Linked DNA regions of Mus musculus: region 1 is linked to region 2. A link is a contact called in public Hi-C data. All regions are on one chromosome and are shown on one strand. Each heading gives the region's core, a stretch centred on a gene start, on an enhancer-like site or on the middle of the called end of the contact. The rest is flanking DNA. Distances are from core to core; before and after follow the strand shown.

Region 1 (5,313 bases), core at 1,462-3,961, 550 kb after region 2:
AGGTACAAGTGAGTTCCCAGTTTTTTGATTCATCGATCATTGTATGAGCCTCAGCTTGAGTAAAGGTGGGCTTACCTCTTTCCTTAAAACGAATACATTATGGTGTCTGGAAACACAGCTCAGTGGTTAAGAGCACTGGCTGCTCCTGCAGGCGACTGGAGTTTGGTTCCCAGCATCCACACTGGGTAGCTTCCTGAGCATTGGTAACTTTGTTTCTAGGGCCTCACCAGCCTTCTGATGGTATTGCATGGACATGTGCATGTAGAGACGAGGAAGTATACACATGAAGACGATATTTAAAATGCCTTATTTACAGTCTCTCTACTCCCTCCTAAACTCATGACAAGTTTCTGGATTACCACAGAGGACCAGAGAGAGAATCCTTACCCCTTGAGACTTCTGCTTAGACTTTTCATCAGAGGGTGACTCTTCCCAGGCTAGCTGTGGGGTTGGCTCGCCCCTTTCCATCAGCACATGGGCGGTACCACGTTCCTGTCTCTGAAATGTGTTTTGATTCATTCCTAATATTCCTTTTCAATAGCATAAGCACTCCCCTTAAGTCTGGGTTAATATGCAACCTGTAAGTTCTTCCTTCTTTCAATAAGCCCAACTGTGCCCAGGTATGTGCTAGAACGCTAGCGACCCATCCTGCTAAACCATGGTTCGTTCCTTCTCCACTTCATCCTACCATCAGACATTTTACTCTCCACACTCTACTTGGTCCTAAGAGGTATTCATCTCTCAGTGGGCCCTCTGGCCCTGAAGGCAATGAAGCACACAGGAATGAACAGAAAATCCTAGGGATGTTTCTAGGGAAAGGAACAACTTGAATTGTTCTTAAAGAAGATGCCTGACTGGAAGGGAGGGGAGGAACTTGCATCCGCAGTCCTGCTATCACCATGGAAATATAGCTAGTGGTCAGGGCACAGTGTGCACTAAGGGAAGGTCTTTGTGTCTAGTACTGTGGCCAGCACCGGGCTTGCATCTGCATCTGCATCCTCTTCCCTTCATCATGGCTTCCTGGACAAGCTCTTTGTCACTGTCTGCTCTGAAGCAAAAATTCATGATACCACACGCTTGTTGCAGATAGTCCTTAGTTTTGCAATCTCAAAAAGCTGTGCTTACACATTAGGTCTATTTCAGCCTTCCACAGATGTTTGCTGAATGTTTGATTGCTTACTATGCACAAGGCCACAGGTTAGGTACCAGGTGGTCAATACAAACAAGGATAGACTCTGAAGCATCTCAGCTATGCCTTCCAGGTCCTAGAGCATTCATAGTAACAGTCACTTTAGTCCTACTCCATGTTGGTGCTCCCCCAACCCTCTCACTCTATTTGGAGCATTGCAAACGTTATGGGGAGCCAATAGAAATTTATTTCTTAGCCAACATAAATGTATCTGTAATCTTTAAGGTCATGTTGCGTGGACTTTCTGTGGATCTACTCAGTTACTGGCTCTGTCATCCAGGCAACTATTTTCCACTATAAGATGCAGGGTTTGTGTGTTTATCTCATGAGGTTGTAAAAGGGTTAAATAAGATACTCTGCTTAATGGGTCCAATACTGCTATGTGCTTTTGATATACCACAACTTAGTGGTTTTAAGGTGAATTAAAAAAAAAAAAGAAAAGAAAGGAAGAGGAAAGGAAGGAAAGAAGGAAGGAAGGAAGGAAGGAAGGAAGGAAGGAAGGAAGGAAGGAAGGAAAGGAAGGAAGAAGGAATGGAGGAAGGAAAGAAAAAAGACAGACAGACAGACAGACAGACAGACAGACAGAAAGAAAGAAAAGAGAGGAAGGAAGAAAGGAAAAGAAAGAGAGAGGAAGAGAAAGAAAGAAGGAAAGAAAGAAAGGAAGGAAGGAAGAAGGAAAGAGGTCACACTCAGTGTGAGAGGGTGGGGAGCTCAGAGGACAATTTGCAGACCTAGGTTCCACCAACTGGGTCCTGAGAGCAACTTAGGTTGCCAGGCTCGGTGACAAGTATCTTGATAGCCACTACCATTCGTCTCAGCCAGCGCGCTGAGTGATTTGAAGCCGCTGACTGAGTTCCTCCTAACACAGTGCTCACCATTAGCAGTGATTTTATTTAATTAATTAATTTCAGCTTTTCGGTGGTTGGGAAAGCATACTATAGAATGATTCTCCTTTAACCTCCAGTTCAGTATCCAAAGACCAGCATGAGGCAGTCTGTACTCAAACTGGCCTTTATACTTACTTGCTTTTCCTCAACTGGAAGCTGGTGGAAATGTTCGGACCACGTCAGAGATGGGCTGTGCTAACTGTGACCTTCAGGAGACTGTTTGTTGTGCCTTGTCTTAAGATCTAGTGCATCCTAGACTAAAAAGAAGCATTTGAGAAATACCTAATTGAATCCAAGTCCACTGGACACCATTGGCAACACCCAAACGACAACACTTCTCAGAAAAACACAAGAGCCTTCTGAAGTGGGTTGTATCCTTTCTTCCTGCTACAGCTCATTATTGGCCCTAGTTTTAGTCTCTCCTCTGGGCCCTTCACCTCCGTCTTTTATACTAGAACACTTGGAGTTCTTGGTCAGCCTTTCTTCCAGATCTGCTCCAGCTGGCTTTCCTACCTTCACCTCAGCACTAACACAGCCCAGAGCTCACCGCCTCTATCCCCTTCCCACACTTCCTCACCACACTCAAGCTGTTCGTGCATCTGTCCTTGAATCCTTTCCTCCCACCAGCTCCAGGTTAACTCCCCCAAACAGCATTTCCTCCAAGCCTCTCTCTCAGCCTCTGCTTGTTCACTTACCTAAGAAAGCCCACAGCCCTCAGTCCAGTTTTTAAGGCTCTACATAAATCTCTTCCCACCTTTCCTAGAAACATTTAGATTTAATGCTTGGCTCTGTGCGCTCTCAGCTCTAGTCTGGAAAACTCACTCACAGTCCTCTTCTAGCCCATTTCTTAGGTTCTCTCCAGAGTTTGGCTTCTGCTGTGTTCCCATTGTCAGTACATCGTTCTATTTTTTCCATCGGTACAAATCCTGCCCGTCCTTCCAGATAGAGTTAGAAGCCCATTTTATTCACGGGATTTTCCTTCTGTATCAGCCAACAATGACAGACTTGTTCACTTAAATCCTGTCACAGATGTTTATTGAGTGCTTACTATAGACCAGGCAATATGGTAGGTGTTAGATTACCAGGAAGAATGGGGGTCAACTCTATTCTGAAGACTCTCAGCTCCCCACTTCCTAACTGCTGTAGTATTTACAAGATGACTCATTTTGGCTCTAGTTACATATTTCTGATTGCACCACCCCCCCCCCCCCGCCCCGTCTTCTTAATCTTTTCAGATGGCTCTAAAAATATCTTCCAGTGAGTGATTTATACATAATGGAAGTTTGTTTCTCATCGTGCAGGAGGCGGAGAAGCCCAAGGTCAAGGTGCCTGCAGATTCAATGTTTGGCAAGAGTTCCTTTTCTGTTTCCCAGAAGGCGTCTCCCTGCTTTGTTCATACAGAACACACACCTCCCTTCCCTTCTCAAAGGCACCAGGCCTTTTCACGCGGACCCGCATCCCAATTGATCTAGTCATTCCCCGAAAGTCTTACCTCTTAATATTGCCACACAGCAGGAGTTTCAACATATGGATTTTGAAAGGACAAACATTTGAACAAACATTTTCCGTGAAATGGGGTCATGGTAATGCCCAGTTCTTAGGAAATCAAGAAGTGTTATCTGAAGAAACTTGTAAGCTATGCCACCCCTGCTAGGTGCCAGGGATCAATTAGGAAACTTCTTTCTCCATAAGCTGGCATGTTAACAGTTGACTGAACTAATTTAAGACCACTAAAATCTACACTATTTGTTGCATGGGGGTCTACTATTTATAAAGCTAAAATCAGTACCTTTCTCTATACAATTTTTTTCTACCTTCACTGCTTTGGACTCATGGGTAAACACTTGGAGGATAATTAATGATCATCCACTATTAATGGAATAGGCTGTGATCTTCCTGGGCTGGTACAGGTACCACAGATACATCTTGAAGTCAAGTACGTGGTCATGTGCACGGGAAATCCTGTGGGGCTGCCTCCGAGCTGTTTAAGATTGGGGACTTGTGAGCATCTGCAGGAAGAGGTTGTCAATATATTTGAATGACAACACAGATTGGGAGCACTCTGAGATAAGGAGGCTGTAGGTAACCATAGGGTTGGGTGTAAAACATTCAGTACACAGTGTTATTTGTTCTCTTTGGGCCTCTAAGGGAAGAGCCAGACTCCTATCTCTGGGTAACCGTAATCATATCCAACAGACTAAATCCCCAATTTGAACTTTTTAAATGAAAATATTTCAGTTATTTTTTTTAGATTTATTAATTTATTTTATGTATATGAGTACACTATAGCTGTCTTCAGACACACCAGAAGAGAGCATTGGCTCCCATTACAGATGGTTGTGAGCCACCATGTGGTTGCTGAGAATTGAACTCAGGCCCTCTGGAAGAGCAGTCAGTGCTCTTAACTGCTGAGTCATCTCTCCAGCCCCAAACCTACCATTTTTATATGGATTTCATATTTGGCTTTGGACCATCACAATGAAGTCTGATTGAAAGTTTTTGACATTTGACTTCAATTCCATTAAAGTCTACCCATCAACTTGTTAGAGATGTTGAAACCAGAGATGCCTCAAATGGTCACCAACAATACTTCCAAAAGTACATTAGGTAAAGCTGAGGAGTCAGGGAGATGAGTCAGTTGGTAAGGCTCTGGCTACATGAACATGAGGAGCTGACGTACATAAAAATCCAGCTGTGGTGTCAGGATCCAGAAATCCCTGCATTGGAGAGACAGAGACAGGTGGATGTCTGGGGAGTTTTGGCCAGTATTTCTAGTCAATCCATGAGCTCCAAGGACTCTCCAAGTGAGAGACCCATTCTCAGAAAAAATTAAGGTGGAAAAATGATTGAGGAAGATGACTGACATTAAACACTGGCCTCTACATGTACATCGACCTACTTACACGCATAACTATACCACACACACATATACATTCATCTATCTACACACACACAACTATATAACCACACACACATGTGCACTCCTCTACTTAACACACACAACTATATAACCACACACACTCATATACACCAGTTCTCTCAGGCCCACACGCAAACAGACAGAGAGAGGTGGGGGAGATAGGGAGATGGAGAGGAAGAAGGAGAGGGAGATGGGGTGGGGGAGGAGAGAAAGAGAGGGAAAATGCAGTAAATAAATACATTGTAGCAGGATAAGTATGTTTGTATTAGCTTAGCCCTTGGGCAAACTTATGCTAGAATTTTAAACAACAAACAGAC
Region 2 (5,778 bases), core at 1,527-4,026:
CCATAGAAGGATCAGGTTTACTGGCTTCTGCCACACACATCCCCTGGCTTGCTCAAATAGCTTTCTTATATAGCCCAGGTTCATATGCATATGCATAGTACTGCCCACAGTGGGCTAGGCCCTCCAATACCAATTAAAAATTAGGAAAAAATGTCTGACAGGCCAATCTCAAGGAAGCGGCGCTTCAGCTAAGGATGCCTTTTCCCTGGAGTCTCTAAGTTTGTCTCAAGTTGGCAGCTGGTGCTAACTATGATAATGAAGATCTTCATTTTACATTATAGACTTCAACAGGTTTCAAAAATGTCTCCACTTATGTTTACAGCAAAGCTCCCAAAACCAAGCCCAGTGCCCCTGAAATCAGCCTTTCTCTTCCCCTGTACTGGCTCTGACCCCCTCATGCTCACAGTGCCACTACCAGTTTCTGAGGCAGGCTCAGGGAATTCTCCGCAGGCTCTGCTTCTGTCTCCTTCTCCTTCAACCAGCAACATTCCTTCAGCCACCTTTAAGACCTCCCCAGATGGCCTCTCCAAGGCTGTGGCGACCCCAGTCTCTTCGGCAGCCTGAGTGACCACCAGTCTTAAAAACACTGTAAGCTCATGGTGGTCCCTTCAGGCACACAAAGTTGCGGTCCAGTTAGATTAGAGAGGCCAACAAGAGCTTTTAAAATTCAAGCCTAATGGTGCCATTGCCCTGCTTAAAAGCCATGATGACTCCCCGAAGCTTTGGGGACACAGTTCAAACTCATCAGTTTAGTTAGAGACCCTGCGCCCGAGCCAGCTCACTGCCCTTAACAGCTCCCTTTGTACCCATTCAAGGAGCTTCCAGGGCCTAATAAACATCTACTGTGCAAACCCTCCCAGCCAGGAACTAGACATGGCTGCTTGTTGGGACAGCAGATCTGTCTGGTTCACTATCTTGCTCTCTACAGAAGAAAGCCGTCTAAGCAGACTGCTTTTGCTGCCCAGGGTAGCTCACAGTAGGGGGTCCTCTCATCCTACTCTAGTCCAAGGTTCTCCTAATGCTTCAGTGTACCCTCAGCAACTGGGCTTCTCCAAGCCTGAGAGAAGCATGGAATTTTCTCGGGTTTTGTGGTGCTGGGATTTAACCCTAGGGTCTTACAGATGTTTACACAGTGCTCTGCCACTAGAGCGTCACCTCAAGAAACTAAAGTGATTATTATGTTCCCTTCATGGGGAATACTCACTGCTCCACAAGCAGTTCAGCCATTCCCTACCCATGTCATTATCCCCTTAGACCTGATATACCTGCTCTCCCCAACTGGCCCAAAGTCCATTGTCCAACAGAAGCCAAAATTAGCTTACTCAGCCCACTGCTCCGAGTTTCAGCTCTTAAAAAGATTTTAGTGACTCCCTTTCTTAGGTAAGTAAGGTGTGACTGCTGTGAAGACACCATGACCAAGGCTCGTCTGGGCTGGCTTACAGGTTTAGAAGTTCAGTCCATTATCATTAAGGCGGGAGCATGGCAGCATCCAGGCAGGCATAGTGCAGGAAGAGCTGAGTCCAACATCTTCATCTGAAGGCTGCTAGAAGAATACTCACTTCCAGGCAGCTAGGATGAGGGTCCCAACCCACAGTGACACACCTACTCCAACAAGGCCACACCTCCAAATAGTGCCACTCCCTGGGTCAAGCCTATACAAACCACTCCCTGCTCTTGGCTGTAATTTGAAACCTTTCTCCTGTCTTCTTGGTCTTCCTTATAAACTTAACCCCGTGTCTATTGTTTGAAAGTTCTTTTCTTTTCCCTTCTGTCCTGACAGAGTCAGATCTCCCAAGGTCAGAAACGTGTTCTCATCTTTGTGCCCCTGTGCCTAGGAGAGTGTTTAGCATAGCATGATTGCCTATTGAGTGGCTTTTCCATGAACCAACGAACAAATTAATTTCATAGTCCTGAAACAAACTGCATAAATTCTATTTTGAAACACTTTAGATGCCGTAGAAATAGCATTTGACAATAATACATGAGCTTAGCTCCAAATATGTGTTAATATTAGTAGTCTTAAACTAGACATAGCCCAAAATATCTCTAAGAACCACATGGTATCCTTCCCCTTTTAACTTACACTTATAATGTATTGACTCCTTAAAAATTGAAATCAATGCCCAGCTATCTCCGTCTCTAAAAGGCCGGGATGATGAGGCCGGGAGTCTCAGCAGAGGTTGCCCGCCAGCAGAAGGATGCTGTATATTTGATGTGGATAGATTCCCATCAGGGAATAAAATAAGATGCTCTCATGCTCCCTCGCTGTGCATCCATGAGGCTCTTAGGAAGGAATATTCGCATTGCAACTTTCGGAGTAAGTTAGCTCCCGTAGTGTTTTTAATTGTGCCATTTATACCTGACACCATTATCTCTATGACTGAACACTCTATTGCTGAACATAGATAGTTATTGGATATATTATTAAAACTGGGAGAGATGAATGTATGGAATACGAGCGCTAATATTATTTTCCTGATTTAGCACTTTGTAATTCTAAGCCTCAACATGCACACACACACACACACACACACACACACACACACACACACACACACACACAGTAGCTATATTTAAATCATTCACAATGAGTCATGTTTGTAATAGCCAGTATTTACTAAGTATTGACTGTGTGTTCTAGGAACTTGACGTACATTTCAGTATTTAGACTTTGTAACATTACTGAGAAAAAAAAATTGTTATGCCACCACCCACTTTTTTTTCAGATGAATAAACAGGCACAAAACGATAATACCCCAAGGTCACATAGCTAGCAAATGACAGCCTTCCAGAAAGCCTACTCACTCTAGTAACACAGGGCTCTGCTATTCATCTCTCTGTAGTCTTGTATCCATATATATCTTAATATAAAACAAAGATTTGCATGGCTCTACCTATAAAAGTCTTAAAAAATACAAAACAGAAAAATTCTGTTCTCATAAATAGAAGAAACTGCATGCATTAGGGAATTCAGTAACACTCAGATACTCATATATTTCACAAAAGCTATGTATTTATCTCGTATCTCTCCCAGCTGATAGGGTTAAATTTTAAACTGACAACAATGGCAGAACAGTGACAAGTGAAGGTAGAGGGTTTTGTGAATATATACCTACAAAATAGAAGCTATCAATAGGATTCTAGGCGCAGATGAGGCGCCATGATAAACACTTTGTGTGCAGTGGTCCATTTAACCCTCATTTATGTGCACTTGAAATGATGTCTCCTTTCTGCTGCTATTTAGAGCCGGGATTTTCCCAAGGTCGCATGGCAGTGCTCCAAACACAAACGGGTGGTTGCAATCTCAAGGTTAAGTTAAAGTCCTTTAAAGGAGTATTCCGACTGCTGAGAGACCACGGGCGGGTGCCAAGTGGCCACAGGGCACTCTAGTTGGTGAACTTCACTTCCTGATTAGTCTTAGGTTCTATGTGTATGAATCTAAGGCAACCACACTTCCAATTGTCTGGATAGAAACATGAGAAGGAAACAAAGCCACAAAATCCGGTGTTGTTCTGAAAATGAGGCTCTGTTGCCATTTTAATTTACTTTTCAATTGTTAATGACGTCACTCGGCCCCAGCTTTGATAAGAAAGCTTAAAGTAACTTCCCAGAGAAACTGGCAGGGCATCCCCTTACTGTATCTGTGTACACCACCCCACATGATCCCAAGGATCAAAAGAGTCTATCAGAATCCTAGGACCACAAACAAAACCAGTGGAATCACTGCTAGCCAACTGTATAATTTGAACCAGACATGAGGGTATACACCTTTGATCCCAGAACTTGGGAGGCAGGGTTTGTCAGATATCTGTGAGTCCAAGGCCACCCTGGTCTCCAGAATGAGTCCAAGGCCAGACTTGTCTCAATAAAGTAAGATAAAATGAATAAAATAAAATGAAACAAAGCAACAACAAATTATAAAAGATACCTCTTACAAATAAACTAGAAATGTTCCCTCTATTGCTATAGCAAAATCAGAATCATACTGAGTGAATTGTAATGAAGAGTCATATAAATTTATACTTAACAAAAAGCAGGATTAGAAAGAATAGAAACTGTCCTCTAGCCCAGACCACACAGCAAGAAGTACACTCTGACTATTTATTGAAGAAATGAATGAGGCTGACAATTCCACCTCAGGCTGCCTTCCACTAAATGGCAACATTACTATGAACTATACTATAATTAGTATAAAGAAATAGCTAGTTAAAAGCTGCAAATATTAGCTTTTGAAAAATGTCAACTTCTGGGTGGGGACACTCAGTGGTTAGGAGCCCTGGCTGCTCTTCTAGAGGACCCTAGCTCAGTCCCCACCACCCACATCGCAGCTCACAATAATCCATAGCTAATTTCTGAAGATTTGCCCATCTCTTCTGAGATCTACAAATACCAGACACAAATCTGGTGCACATTGGTATAAGCAGGCAAAACCAGCAAATAAATAAACAAATAAACAGATAAATAAAAACAAGGATAAATAAATCTAATAATAAAATCTTAAAACTAACAATTGACCACCCTAAAATAACCTGCAACCATATTGGGCAGCTGATTAGCATTTTTCTGGCTAAATTGTGGACCCATTTGCAGGTGGTTAGGGTACCTTTTACTAAGCTCAGAGTTCAAATCCTACAGTGTTTTTTTTTTTTTTTTTTCAGCCTTGGAGCACCAAGAGAATTGAAAGAACTGACCGCATTTCAAAAATGAAGTCCGACCCTAACTATTCAGGTTAGTGTCATTACTTGTTTCTGCTCAGATTGACTTCCAATCATTCCACATTAAGAAAAGCATGTTTTCTGGCTTGTAAAATCTGGCCAAAAAACTACTCAACAATTTCTGTCATTTTTCTAAAAATCAAGAATACAAAAAGTTTAATTTCTTTTAGGGAATGTTACTAAGCAGCAGAGATACCGCTGAGTGTACTGTTCAGCTCAGCTGCCGCTCTCTGAACTGGACAGCCGCTCATTAGTTCTTCTCTTTGTTATGGAATACTGCGGTCACTAGCTATTTGGCCAGATTTTACAAGCCAGAAAACATGTTTTTCTTAATGTGGAATGATTGGAAGTTAATCTGGGCAGAAACAAGTAATGACGCTAACCTGAATAATTAGGGTCAGCCTTCATTATTGGAATGTGGGCAGCTCTCTCAGAACTCTGTCATAGAATGGCCAATATCATCACTCTGTTTTGTTCTTGGTTTCTGTGTCGATCTAATTAAACATCACACAACAAGACATGGGTTAATGGTATGTTGACCCCATTTATAATTATTTTCCTTTAGTTTGATATATATATATATGTGTGTATATATATATATATGTATATGTGTATATATATATGTATATCTGTATATATATATATCCAGCAACAACATGTATAGTATCTTCTAAATTTCTCTTAAAAACAGAACTTTTACATTTCATTTGCAATCAAAGACAAACTCAAAAGAAGCAACCATAGAGTTGTATCAAACACAGCATTCTTGCTGATATGACAAAAAAATTACAGGGAGTTAATTGATCTAAGTCAATGACACTATAGGGGGCAAATACATTATTAGTCAAAGTGTCCCTTTATATATCCTTGCTAGGGTCCTGTACAGATTAATATTGATACAAATTAATTTCCTAATTCTGAAAAGTACTAATTGAAGCAACTTGGCCTGGTTTCCAGAACTAAATGTATGCCCTTGAACCATGCCTTGGATCCATTTCCAATATCCATCCCAAACACTGGAAATCCTAGTTTATCCTGGCTCTGATTCAACCTTCCAACATTT

Evidence for each region. A called contact is a pair of places that touch in the nucleus more often than the background predicts.
Region 1: a Hi-C map of Sertoli cells shows a contact between it and region 2, with 6 times the contacts expected there. The contact joins two enhancer-like sites. A contact is called at or near these places in 1 of 39 promoter capture datasets (liver) and 2 of 484 Hi-C or Micro-C datasets (Sertoli cells and embryonic stem cells).

What each region holds. Positions count from the first base shown.
Region 1 is chr3:149,230,585-149,235,897 of GRCm38.p6, forward strand. The region is part of intron 2 of Gm30382 (a long non-coding RNA gene); the gene reads right to left. Among named protein-coding and RNA genes, the nearest start is that of Gm1653, 41 kb to the right of the region's middle. Within about 2 kb of position 2,712, at least 40 of the 459 cell types and tissues checked have an H3K27ac peak or open chromatin away from gene starts, as enhancers often do. A contact at or near this core is called in Sertoli cells and liver, where this site is marked.
Region 2 is chr3:148,677,640-148,683,417 of GRCm38.p6, forward strand. No RefSeq gene overlaps it. Among named protein-coding and RNA genes, the nearest start is that of Adgrl2, 270 kb to the right of the region's middle. Within about 2 kb of position 2,777, at least 16 of the 459 cell types and tissues checked have an H3K27ac peak or open chromatin away from gene starts, as enhancers often do. A contact at or near this core is called in Sertoli cells and liver, where this site is marked.